Regions from separate parts of the Hordeum vulgare genome. Here region 1 is linked to region 2. The links are chromatin contacts, called in public Hi-C maps. All regions are on one chromosome and are shown on one strand. Each heading gives the region's core, a stretch centred on a gene start, on an enhancer-like site or on the middle of the called end of the contact. The rest is flanking DNA. Distances are from core to core; before and after follow the strand shown. Region 1 holds the start of LOC123430234 (nudix hydrolase 13, mitochondrial-like). Region 2 holds the start of LOC123426592 (pollen-specific protein C13-like).

Region 1 (6,381 bases), core at 1,226-3,725, 420 kb after region 2:
AGGTGTCACAACAGGTTCAACTTCAATAATTTCATCAGTTTTAGAAGTATCATCACATTCAGCAGTAACTCTAGCAATTTGTGCATCAAGAAATTCACCCAGTGGCATATCATTATCAAGCACAGCATCATCATAAGCATCATGGATAGCAGATGTAGCATCATCAAGCACAGGTGACATATCAGAATTACTAGTAGGTGGTGGTGTCGCAAATTTACTCATAACAGAAGGTGAATCAAGTGCAGAGCTAGATGGCAGTTCCTTACCTGTCCTCGTAGTTGAGGGCAAGACTTTAGTTTTTGGATCTCTCAGATTCCTCATAGTGATCAACAGATATAAATCCCAAGTGACTCAGAGAATAGAGCTATGCTCCCCGGCAACGGCGCCAGGAAAAGGTCTTGATAACCCACAAGTATAGGGGATCGCAACAGTTTTCGTGGGTAGAGTATTCAACCCAAATTTATTGATTCGACAGAAGGGGGAGCCAAAGAATACTCTTGAGTATTAGCAGTTGAGTTGTCAATTCAACCACACCTGAAAGACTTAGTATATGCAGCAAAGTTTTAGTAGCAAAGTAATATGATAGTAACGGTAGCGGCGGTAACAGTAGCAGTACTAATTTGTATAGCAAGGGTGACATCAGTAGCGGTAAAGTAACTTAGCAAGGACCAGTATAGGAAAAGATCGTAGGCATTGGATCAGTGATGGATAATTGTGTCGGATGGCATTCATCATGTACCAGTTATAACATAGGGTGATATGTAACTAGCTCCAGTTCGTCAATGTAATGTAGGCATGTATTCCGTATTTAGTCATACGTGCTTATGGAAAAGAACTTGCATGATATCTTTTGTCCTACCCTCCCGTGGCAGCAGGGTCCTAATGGAAAGTAAGGGATATTAAGGTCTACTTTTAATAAAGAACCGGAACAAAGCATTAGCACACGGTGAATACATGGGATCCTCATACTATGGTCATCTCCGGGAGTGGTTAGGGTTATTGTCACTCCGGGGTTGCCAGGTCATAACAAATAGTAGGTGACTATAACTTGCAAGATAGGATCAAGAACACACATATAATGATGAACACATAATAGGTTCAGATCTGAAATCATGGCACTCGGGCCCTAGCGACAAGCATTAACCATAGCAAAGTAGTAGCAACATCAATCTTAGAACATAGTGGATACTAGGGATCAAACCCCATCAAAACTAACTCGATTACATGATAGATCCCATCCAACCCATCACCGTCCAGAAACCTACGATAAGATTACTCACGAACGATGGAGAGCATCATGAAATTGGCGATGGAGGATGGTTGATGATGACGACGGCGTCGATTTCCCCTCTCCGGAGCCCAGAACGGACTCCAGATCTGCCCTCCCGAGGAAGAACGGGCGGAGCCGTCCGTATCGTGAAACGCGATGAACTCTTCTCTCCTATTTTTTTCTGGGCGAGAGAGGTTATATGGAGTTGGAGATGAAGTCGGAGGAGCCACGTGGGCCCCACGAGCCTGCTAGGCGCGCCCTAGGGGGGGCGCCTGCATGGCTCGTGGCCCACGCGTAGCGTATCTTCAGTTGATTCTTTCTCTGATATTTTTATATATTTCATAAAAAATCATCGTAAGTTTCCAGGTCATTACGAAAACTTCTATTTCTGCATAAAAACAACACCATGGCAGTTCAGCTGAAAACAACGTCAGTCCGGGTTAGTTTCATTCAAATCATGCAAATTAGAGTTAAAAAAGGGCAAAAGAGTTTGAAAAAGTAGATACATTGGAGACGTATCAGATGGACGGATCGAAGAGGTCGCCGAGGCGACCGAAGTTCACCCAAGCCCCTGCTCCGGCGTTGCGGGACTTCGCGCCACGCTTGCGCGCCACCTCCCTGCGTCCGTCCGACATGCGAGGCCGAAGGGAGGAGCTGCTGGCTTCGTCTTCTACGTTGCGCTTGCGGCCGCCGAGCACACCGCATCCGCCCTATCCCCCGGCACCCGAACCTATCGCAACGGCTGAAACCCTTGTCGCCTCCATGCCGGAACCCGCGCACGCCATCTTCAACAAGATCAGGCGGAGAAATGGTCCGTAAAACTTGGCCGGAGGAGAAGAGATTCCACATCAGAAGGAGGAGCTCTCCGGCGGAGGCGATCGGGGAATTTGTGGGACGGCAACCCTAAAACACGCCGGCGCCAACATATATGGAGGTAACGGGGACGGTTTATGGGCTGTTCATAAAAAATTTACGGGCCGGACCTTTTTTAACGGTTCTGATCGGATCATTTTTTGACGGGTCTCATAAACCATCCCATAAAGATAGTTCGTGAGACTTTATACGGTATGCCCTTGAGCAGACATCAGAGGCGACGACAACGTCAGGAGCTGCTGCGTGGAAGACAAGGCCGTCCCAGTGGACTGGGACTAGCGTTTCCTTTGTTCTTCCCCCCACATTTATAAATGCTCCGTCCGTCGCTCGTTTGCTCCTCCCGGAACGAACCCAATCACGCAAGCAAAGCAAAGAAGCGACCGGAGCCGCACACCACCCGCACCGGCCCTCGTAATTGCGTCCTCGATCTCCAATCATAGGCCGGCTCGAGGTGCCGCGCTATTCAACGGACCTCTCCCTTTGTTTACTACTCCCGCCCAAATCATTCGCAGTTTTCTCCCCTCCTCTCTGTTTCGAAGAATCAGACCGAGCTTAGCTTCCTAGTTGTTGTGTGGTTGGGCGGTGCTGGTGCGTTAATGGGGGTTGACCTCCTCCTCTTCCTCTTCCTCCTCGCGCCTTTAAATTGCGCGGGAAGAACTGCCAGTTGTGAGAGCCGCACATAACCAGCCCCCCTCCTTTGTTCCGATTGAGTCTCGCCTGGGCTCTCTGTTCCGTGTTGTGTTTCTGTTTCTGCTCTTCCCTTCTTCCCTGACGCTGCAATGGCATCGGAGAAGCTCGTCGCCAGGAAAGGCAGGCTCAGGCAGCGCTACGACAACGAGTACCGCCTCGTCGCCGGGTGAGTATCCATTCATTGGATCATTGTATCTTTCATTCTCTGGGCTCTTCTTGCCCTGACGAGCCGTGTTCCTCTCTCGGGTGCAGGTGCGTCCCGTACCGCGTGGACAAACACGGGCAGCTCGAGGTTCTTATGGTCTCCACAGCCAACAGGGACGATCTTGTCTTCCCCAAGGTAACACCAACTCATAGTAACATCACACATATTTCCTCGGCGACATGCATCCACGTACTCATCGCTGGATGGATGGATTGACTTTTTCAGGGCGGCTGGGAGGACGATGAGGACGTCTATGAGGCGGCATGTCGCGAGGCGCTGGAGGAGGCCGGAGTCAGGGGCAACATCAATGTAACTACTCTATTCACCCATATCATTCCTTGGCATGCATCACCAACCTATAGTAGTACTAGTATCTTGATTACATGAACGGCTAACGGTTCAAGTTTACTGCACCTCTAGGTAATTGGCTGTTTATTTTTTTGTGAGTGAGGTAATTAGCTGATTTAACCTCTAGAGATCGATTGAGCTATATATGATGATATACTAAAATAAGCAGATAGCGGCGAACACGATGATGTGTTCGATAGGGAAAGCAACCAGCCGGGGAATTTTCTCTCTTGATAAAATCTGTCGTGGAGAATTTTTTGGATCTTACATAACAACCAGGAGACAAGACAAGGACATGGCCGTTGACTTTGTAAATTTTTACATATTCGTTGTGAGGTGGTGTAATTCTTTCACGATTCTCCTTCGAGTTGTCTAGTCTGCCGGGGAGCCTTGATTATTGTGAATCCGAATCATTGCCCTCTTTTATTCATCTTTCGCTGGCTTGTCGTCAGAAGCCTTGTCCCCTTGAACAATTTTCAAGCATCTATATATGGCTCCTCCACAGATGAAAGAAAAGAACACATTCAGAGATCTAGCAGATTGCTACGATGCATGTGATGTGTCTGCTGTTTGTCCAACACCGATCGAAACAATCAGCTCCTGTTGGTGACATGTTTGTGATAATTATGTAACATCATTGACATGAATTATAGCTGTTTCTGATACGCAATTACCACGTGTTTTCTCTCCAGAGAAACCCGCTGGGCTTGTGGATGTTCAGGAGCAAGAGCAGAGAGAGCCTGAGCCAGAGCAGCGACTGCCCGCGGGGCGCCTGCAAGGGCCACGTCTTCGCGCTGGAGGTCACCGAGGAGCTCAAGCAATGGCCGGAGCAAGAAACCCACGGAAGGCGGTGGCTCTCTCCAGCAGACGCGTACGGGCTCTGCCGGTACGACTGGATGCGCGAGGCGCTGACGGCATTGCTGGATCGTTGTTCGATTGCATCGCCGACGATCCCTGTAGCGGCGGCGGTGGCCGTGAGCACTGCGGCGCCGGAGCTGAACGAGCACGCTGGCATGTGCATAAGCATGATGCTGATGAAACCGGCAGGCCCCGGGGATCGAGCGGTGGCGCTGTGCTGATCCTTGCAGTGCATGCAAATGAACTGACGACAGGCTGCGGGCGAAGCTAATAAGCAGCCAGAAATATCATCTCATAAGACCTTCCAACATGTTCTCTTTTCGTTCTAATCAGTAATTAGTTATCGTCATAATTACCGAGTGTCACCCGTCATGTATGATCAATTCCTGGCCTCTGTTGATAGCCAACTTGTATGATCGATCTAGTGGCTAGCATTGAGTGATCCGTCTGTTCTGCAATGTTATCAAGTCTTAGGGCCACTTGATCAAGTCGTCTTGTAAATGTTTGCTTCCGTTCCTCAAATGGATTTCCTGAGCAACAAGAAAATTTGTGAATGCTTTTACCATTCGTCGTGGTTCAACATGCTTTGTCATGTTTTGTATAAAGAGAAATATCAAGCGAATATTGCTTTTGGCTCCCGAGCTCACTGGAGGCCTTTAAATTCAAACTTCAAATTCAGTAAAAACTCGTATTTTAATATTTCAAAAAATTCTGAAAAAATATATAGATAGATGAAGGTATAATACACAAGTGTGTAAATTTTCAAAACAAAATACGTTGAAATGAGGGCTTTGTAAAAAAAAACAAATCTGAAACATTTTAACACATATTACTATTCATCATTTCAGACCATGAATTTTTTTTTTTGTAGAGATCGCGTTTCAAAGTATTTTGACCTGAAATTTTACACGCACACGAATCATATCCTTGTTTAGTTGTATATTTTTTCAGATTTTCTGAAACTAAAATTTTGAATTTTGAATTTTTCAAATATTTCGGCCTCCATGGCTCCCGGGAGCCAAAACATCATTCTCAATATCAAGATAGTAGTACCAATACGTCCAACCTCTGCAACAATATAATGTCGAAGAGGTAGTTTAGACATAGAGCTAGGTTGCACATGACCAAATTATTAAAAAGAGCAACTTATTTTTATTTATTTTTAAACACAAGAGAAATTTGTGATCACAAACGAACTCTAGCCCTCTATGGTCATCAAAACTTAAGTAAAGAAGCAAGAAAAGAATGTGTCAGCCTGCCTCCTGGTCCAAACAAACTTGCGTTTGGTGGGCTGGGCCGTCCAAATTGACCCAATCAAGAAACCACTGAAAACAACGATGGCAATTTCGCATCCTCTATCGTTGCTATAGTTTGACATAGCCTGCCTTCTATTGCAGCCACAAAACTTCACCATTTCAACATGAAACCAATCCATCCAGTGCCATGAATCTGGAAAGAAGACAATGTATTAAGTTAATTGCAGGAGTTGGGTATGGTAAGTTGGGTTTTATAGTTAATGTATCGTCCATTTTCTTCTGCGAAAGCTTGTACATTTCATCTAAAATGACCTCCATACTGATTTCGTTTTGTGAATTTCTCCTAGGTTTCAGACTTTTGGAGGCATCTTTTCAGTAAAGGTAGACATAGTGGACCGCCCGTAACTTCCTTCATGTAAGATGAAGATGGAATTGCTCCCCCTATATATGAAAGAATACGTTTAGCTTCAACGGGTCCAAGTGGCAATGCTCGTGCCTTAGTGCCTTACACATTTAATTTATAATACTGTATTTCACTCCCCGCAAGAAAAAAGTTATAAAGAGACATTGCGTTCACCAAATACATTTGAATTCAGAAAAGGCGTATAAGGAATTACGGATACATGGGTGGCATTGAAATGGTCCAGACTCCATAGCATGACTGGTAGGTTTTGGGTGGTTGATAGCCCTCGGCACATGCCAGACAAAAACTTTGTTCAGATTCGCCTCATCATTGTATTATGAATCACCCACGCCCCGAATGTAGCCTGCTGCTTTCATACTTTTCAGAACTCTACGTTGACAAGATGTGTCTATTATAAACTGAAAGTTTTGTCCGTTGCTGTTCTTTCTCTACAAAGTTGATGCAGGGAAGTTTCTTC
Region 2 (5,695 bases), core at 1,297-3,796:
CAATTCAGTATATTTCGCATAAATGGCCCTTTTGGAACCGAACTGATGGCGCAGATCACTTCTTTGTTGTCCCACATGACTTTGGGGCTTGCTTTCATTATCAGGTGAGTTCACTAGCCCCTCAGACTCACATATTTACTAAGGGTTTCCTTATCCCTGATTTTATTATTTATTCTGGTACAACTTGTAACTAAAGGAGGTCAGTAGGTCATAATTAGGAATATATTCCTTTTGTTTTACGTTTTGCTCAAAAAATTTATGTGTAATAGTTATGCTGGTATTTGCAGGAAGAAAAAGCTATTGAACGTGGCATTCTCCCATTGCTGCGACGCGCTACATTGGTGCAGACATTTGGACAGGAGAATCATGTTTGCCTGAAGGAGGGGTCTATCATCATTCCACCCTTTGCTCCTCCTCAGAAAATGCAGGCTCACCTTATTCCCCCGGACACACCACGGTCAATCTTCGTTTACTTTAGGGGTCTGTTCTATGACACTGGAAATGACCCTGAGGGTGGTTACTATGCAAGGTATCAATGTTACTAAAATTTGTCAAATTTGAACTCTTCCTCATGGTTTGGTTCCATTTATTTACTCACTTCAGTGGTGTTGTTGTGCAGAGGTGCGCGAGCTTCCCTATGGGAGAACTTCAAGAACAATCCTCTGTTTGACATTTCCACCGATCACCCTGCCACTTACTACGAAGACATGCAGCGTGCAGTCTTCTGCCTATGCCCATTGGGCTGGGCACCATGGAGCCCTAGGTTGGTTGAGGCTGTTGTCTTTGGCTGCATTCCAGTCATCATAGCTGATGATATTGTGCTGCCATTTGCTGATGCTATCCCATGGGAAGAAATTGGTATTTTTGTGGAGGAGAAGGATGTCCCAAAGTTGGACACAATCCTGACATCAATGCCCATCGAGGATATTCTAAGAAAGCAAAGATTGCTCGCAAATCCATCAATGAAGCAGGCCATGTTGTTCCCACAGCCAGCCCAACCGCGAGATGCATTCCACCAGATCTTGAATGGCCTTGCTCGTAAGCTCCCACACCCAGAGGGTGTATACTTGCCACCCGGTGGGAAGCATCTGAACTGGACTGCTGGACCTGTTGGAGATCTGAAACCGTGGTAGGAAAGAGTTTCCATCATCTTTGCCACATAAACCACATAGAAATAGTTCATACTTCCTCGTATGTGATGTAATAGAAACACAGTGCCGCAGGTGTAAATTACACCAAGGCGTTATCTAACATGATGAGCAATTTCTAAAGTCGGTAATTTAGAAAGAAATGAAATGATGTTGTTCCATTCAGGTTCGATGGATGGTGACTTTTGTTGACAAGACTTGTTACAGCTTGCAGAAGAAGAATCGATGGCAAGATCTGGTACATCACAAGGCTGTAAGCAGCATTAGATACAGCTATGCATTGGTGCTGTACTCTGCTGATACAACCATGCTATTTGCATGCCAGATAACAGATTTATTGGTGTGGTGTGGTGCAGCAGCTTTGTCGGTGGTACCATGTTGGCGGTCTGCCTGCTCTGCTCAGTGATCGTCATCAGTAGTAAGGTTGAACATCTTGAGCAGGTCAGGGCAGACGGGCAGCGGCTTGTCCTTGAGGTAGCCGAGCGGGTTGGCCAGGCGGATGTTGTCGCTGATGCCAACGTTCCTGCTGAGGACTATCTCGGCGCGGTTCCTGAGCGCCTGGATCTCGTTGCAGTTTGGGAGGGGGCTCTGGACAAGAACCATCTCGCAGATATCCTCCGGATGGCTGTCCTTGAGCTCGATTTTGTAAGTGCCACTCTCGTCGGTGACGCCGTCGATGGAGCGTTCAAGTTTGTCAGTGCCGAAGCGCCTGCACTCCAGCCTCACCTTGGCACCTACTCAATAAATTAATCACCTCACATTGACGTCCTGTTCTTCACAGGTTCAGAGGTCTGTAGTAATAGACTAATAGTAGGGGTCAGAGATGCCATGGCGTACCCTTGATGTACTCGGTGACATTTGTCTCGAACCCTGCACGGCAGGTGTCGCAGTAGACCCGTCCCTGAACAATGTAGTCGGGGAGGTCGCGGTCATTGGCGACGGCGGTGTCGGCGAGGGCAAAGATGGCGACCACGGCGATCACGGAAAGGATGCGGAGCGAGGCCATGGCTGTTGCGCGTTTCCCCTCTACCTCCGGTGTATGTTTTGCCTCGGCGGAGGCTGAATGACCTGGGGGGGTGAATGCAGAGAGGAGGGCAAAGAAACTCACCGGTTTTTGCACACCACCACCTGCGCTTAATAACCAAGGTGGCAGGAGGGTTTCCATGGTTGCGCATGGATGTAGGAAGGATGGGAGCAGGCCAACCGTCCGTCGACCCGACGGAGGAGGAAATTTGACTCTTGTTTTCGTTCAGGTTTGTATGGTCCACAAAACTCTTAGACAAACAATTTCCCTCCTCTTCCTTTGAAGCGTCTCATTGTTACCCTTGTTTTTCGAACAAAGACACATGCACTTGGAGTGCAGAGCTCTGCTAAAAAAGATTTCCAGGGTGGCGTGGTTAGCTAAAATTAATTAAATTTCATCTAAGTGACAATCATGAAAATTATCCATGCGGATCTTAGCGTAAAAATTTCCGGAACCTTTTTGAAATCCCAAATTATACAAAATAGAAAAAACAAAAAGAAAAAAGGAAAAAGGAAAATAAAAGCGAAATTCCAAAAAACAGGCTACTCAGACATGGGCCGACCCAAAGAAGCGCACGTGTCTTCTTCCAGAGCACACTATAAGAGGTTCCTACTACATGGGCCGGCCCAAGCAAGGATTCTCAGTGCGAAACTTTTTTATTACTTATAGGTGGCATCGATGGATACTATTTTGTAATTTTTGGGACAATTTGTGTGACGTACCGTAGCAAGCACTAATGACATTATTATTTTGTATAGATTTCTGGTCTATTAGAGGCGCTCCTTTTTCGTATACGTTTTCACTTCGGATCCTACACATTTTTCCTCGTTCCATATCTTTTCTTCATCTACAACTTTCCCATCCGGCTTCTTGGTGTGCACTGCTGATACATCTCCAAAATATCGATAATTTATGAAATATTCATGTCATGTTTGACTATGATTACAATACTTTTGTATCATTTTGATGCAATTTACTTCCTGTGTAACACAATACTTGTTGTTGGAGAGAACTAGTGTAGTTCTCCACAGCAACAATTTAGGGACAGAGGGACTATATGATTTATTTAGAACTAACCCGGACTAACATTGTTTTCAACAGAATTACCATGATGTTGTTTTTTTACAGAAAATGAAAATTGTCGGAATCGCCCAAAACTTTTTTATATTTTTTGTGGGGGAAATAAGCAATATTGGAGCGAATAACCACCGGAGGGGAGCCACCTGTGGGCCACGAGCCAACAGGGCGTGGCCCCCCCAGATCGCGTCGTGATGGCTTATGGGACCCACGTGGCTCCGTTTGGCGTGATTCCTATGCTAAAAAAATCCTATATATACCAAAACCCTCATAAATGAAGGGAGAACTTCTGCTCCACCGCCGTAACTTTCTATATCGATAAAAAACCCATCTGGAGCCTTTCCAGTACCCTACTGAAGAGGGGAAATCATCTCTAGTGGCCATCTTCATCATCCTGGCGGAGGCCATGACGAGGAGGGAATAGTTCACCCTCGGGGCCGAGGGTATGTACGAGTAGCTATGTGTTTAATCTTTCTCTCTCGTGTTCTTGAGATGGCACAATCTTGATGTATCAAGAGCCTTATTAATGTAGTTGGATCATATGATGTTATTCCATTCATACCATGTTGTGATGAATTGAATATTTCCCTTTAAGATATTGTTATGTTGGATTGAATATTTTAGTTTGAGAACACTTGATGTATCATGTATGCCTTGCATGCGGATACCCGTAGTGTCATTGGGGTATTCAAGTGATTCACTTGATATATGTTATGGCATCAACTTGCGGATTCTCGTGACCTTGGGGATCTATGCATATGGGTTGGTTGCACGTTTTCATGCTATGTTCTCCGATAGAAATCTTGGGGTGTTCCTTGAAGTTCTTTGTGTTGGATTGAATATGATAGATCTAAAATTGTTTGATGCATGTCGCATAATTTACCCACGGATACTTGAGAGGTGACATTGGAGTATCTAGGTGACATTAGGGTTGATTGATATGTATCATGGGTGTTATTCTAGTATGAAATCTAGGGCTGTTTTTGACACTTGAATAGCTCAAAAGATTGATCAGAAAGAATAACTTTGAGGTGGTTCTACTACCTACACCATTTTCATCTTATTATTCTCCGCTAGATAGGAACTTTGGAATGATTCTTTGTTGCACGTTGAGGGATGATCATATGATTCTACCATGTTAGCATTGTTGAGTGATTGCACTAGTGAAAGTATGAACCCTAGGGCTTATTATCAAGCATTTATACAACATTTTTCTCGCTCTTTTACACTTGCTACCTTGATGTTTTTATATTTTCAGATCACAAAAACATATATCTACTATCCGTACTACACTTGTATCACCATCTCTTCGCCGAACTAGTGCACCTATACAATTTGCCATTGTATTGGGTATGTTGGGGACACAAGAGATTTTTTGTATTTAATTGCAGGGTTATTTGAGAGAGACCATCTTCATCCTACACGCCCCACGGATTGATAAACCTTAGGTCATCCACTTGAGGGAAAATTGCTACTGTCCTACAAAACTGTGCGCTTGGAGGCCCAACAGAGTCTACAAGAATAAAGTTGTGTAGTAGACGTCAAGCTCTTTTCTCGCACCGTTGTCAGGGACGTGAGTGCCTAAAGGTATATATTTATATCTTGTAATTAAATCATTTTGTTTCTTCTTTTTCACTAGTTTGGTTTTATAAAAGAAAACTACATAAATGGAATTTAGGTTGCCTCATTTGCTTCGTCTTTATAAAGTCTTTCATGAAAAGGATGGTTTGGAAAATTATGCTCAATTATTAGAGGAATAATTTATCAGAATGATTAATGTGAAATCCTAGAATGATGAACATGCTAGTAGTATTGTTAGTATTTATTCTTTGAATATCCATGATGCTAATTATGATTGCACTCGTCATGATAAAAATATTTCCTATAAGCATGTAATTTTTTGTGGAGTGAATACAATTTGTAAAGACATGCCATATAGGGATGATAGATTTTGTAAGAAGCATAAACAAAATCAAACTAATTGGTGGCTTAGAGTGATAGATGAATTTGCCACAAGATTATGCTCTCTTCATCCCATTACTTGTGAACTTTGTAATAGGGTTGGTCATTTTAATTTCCAATGCATGCATTTTCATGATCGAACCGTTTCTAAATATTATGATAATTTGATCTCCTGTGAACTATATAATGAACTTTGTTTATTTTTGGGGACTGAAGAATTGTCACATAAAAATGATTGGTTTGATATATTCCTTATCACTAATGATAATGAAATTAATCTACAAGAAATCTATATGTTTTGCATAGAGAATTGCTATGAGAATGCTTATATTGCCAACTATAGAAAGAATGAGATACCAATAGAACATAAAAGGAATACTAATGAAAGGGTAAAGGTCGCCCAATACCCTCCTATTGTTTCTCGTAATGAAACAAGTTGCAAGGAGGAGTTTCCCATCTCTTCAACAATAGGCTCAGATAAATT

The links. Hi-C and Micro-C count contacts between places; a contact is called where the count stands out from the background.
Region 1: a Hi-C map of seedling shows a contact between it and region 2, with 3 times the contacts expected there. The contact joins the promoter of LOC123430234 here to the promoter of LOC123426592 in region 2. A contact is called at or near these places in 2 of 6 Hi-C or Micro-C datasets (leaf and seedling).

Annotation. Positions count from the first base shown.
Region 1 is chr2H:448,430,362-448,436,742 of MorexV3_pseudomolecules_assembly, forward strand. LOC123430234 (nudix hydrolase 13, mitochondrial-like) reads left to right here and starts at 2,476. Exons shown (of 4, transcript XM_045114113.1): 1 at 2,476-2,999; 2 at 3,086-3,173; 3 at 3,264-3,347; 4 at 4,079-4,790. The coding sequence starts at 2,923. The coding sequence ends at 4,465.
Region 2 is chr2H:448,013,711-448,019,405 of MorexV3_pseudomolecules_assembly, forward strand. It overlaps LOC123426592 (pollen-specific protein C13-like), which reads right to left and starts at 2,547. Exons shown (of 2, transcript XM_045110450.1): 1 at 1,986-2,547; 2 at 1,280-1,882. The coding sequence starts at 2,313. The coding sequence ends at 1,548. It overlaps LOC123426591 (probable glucuronosyltransferase Os04g0398600), which reads left to right. Exons shown (of 4, transcript XM_045110448.1): 2 at 1-104; 3 at 288-529; 4 at 620-1,309. The coding sequence ends at 1,133.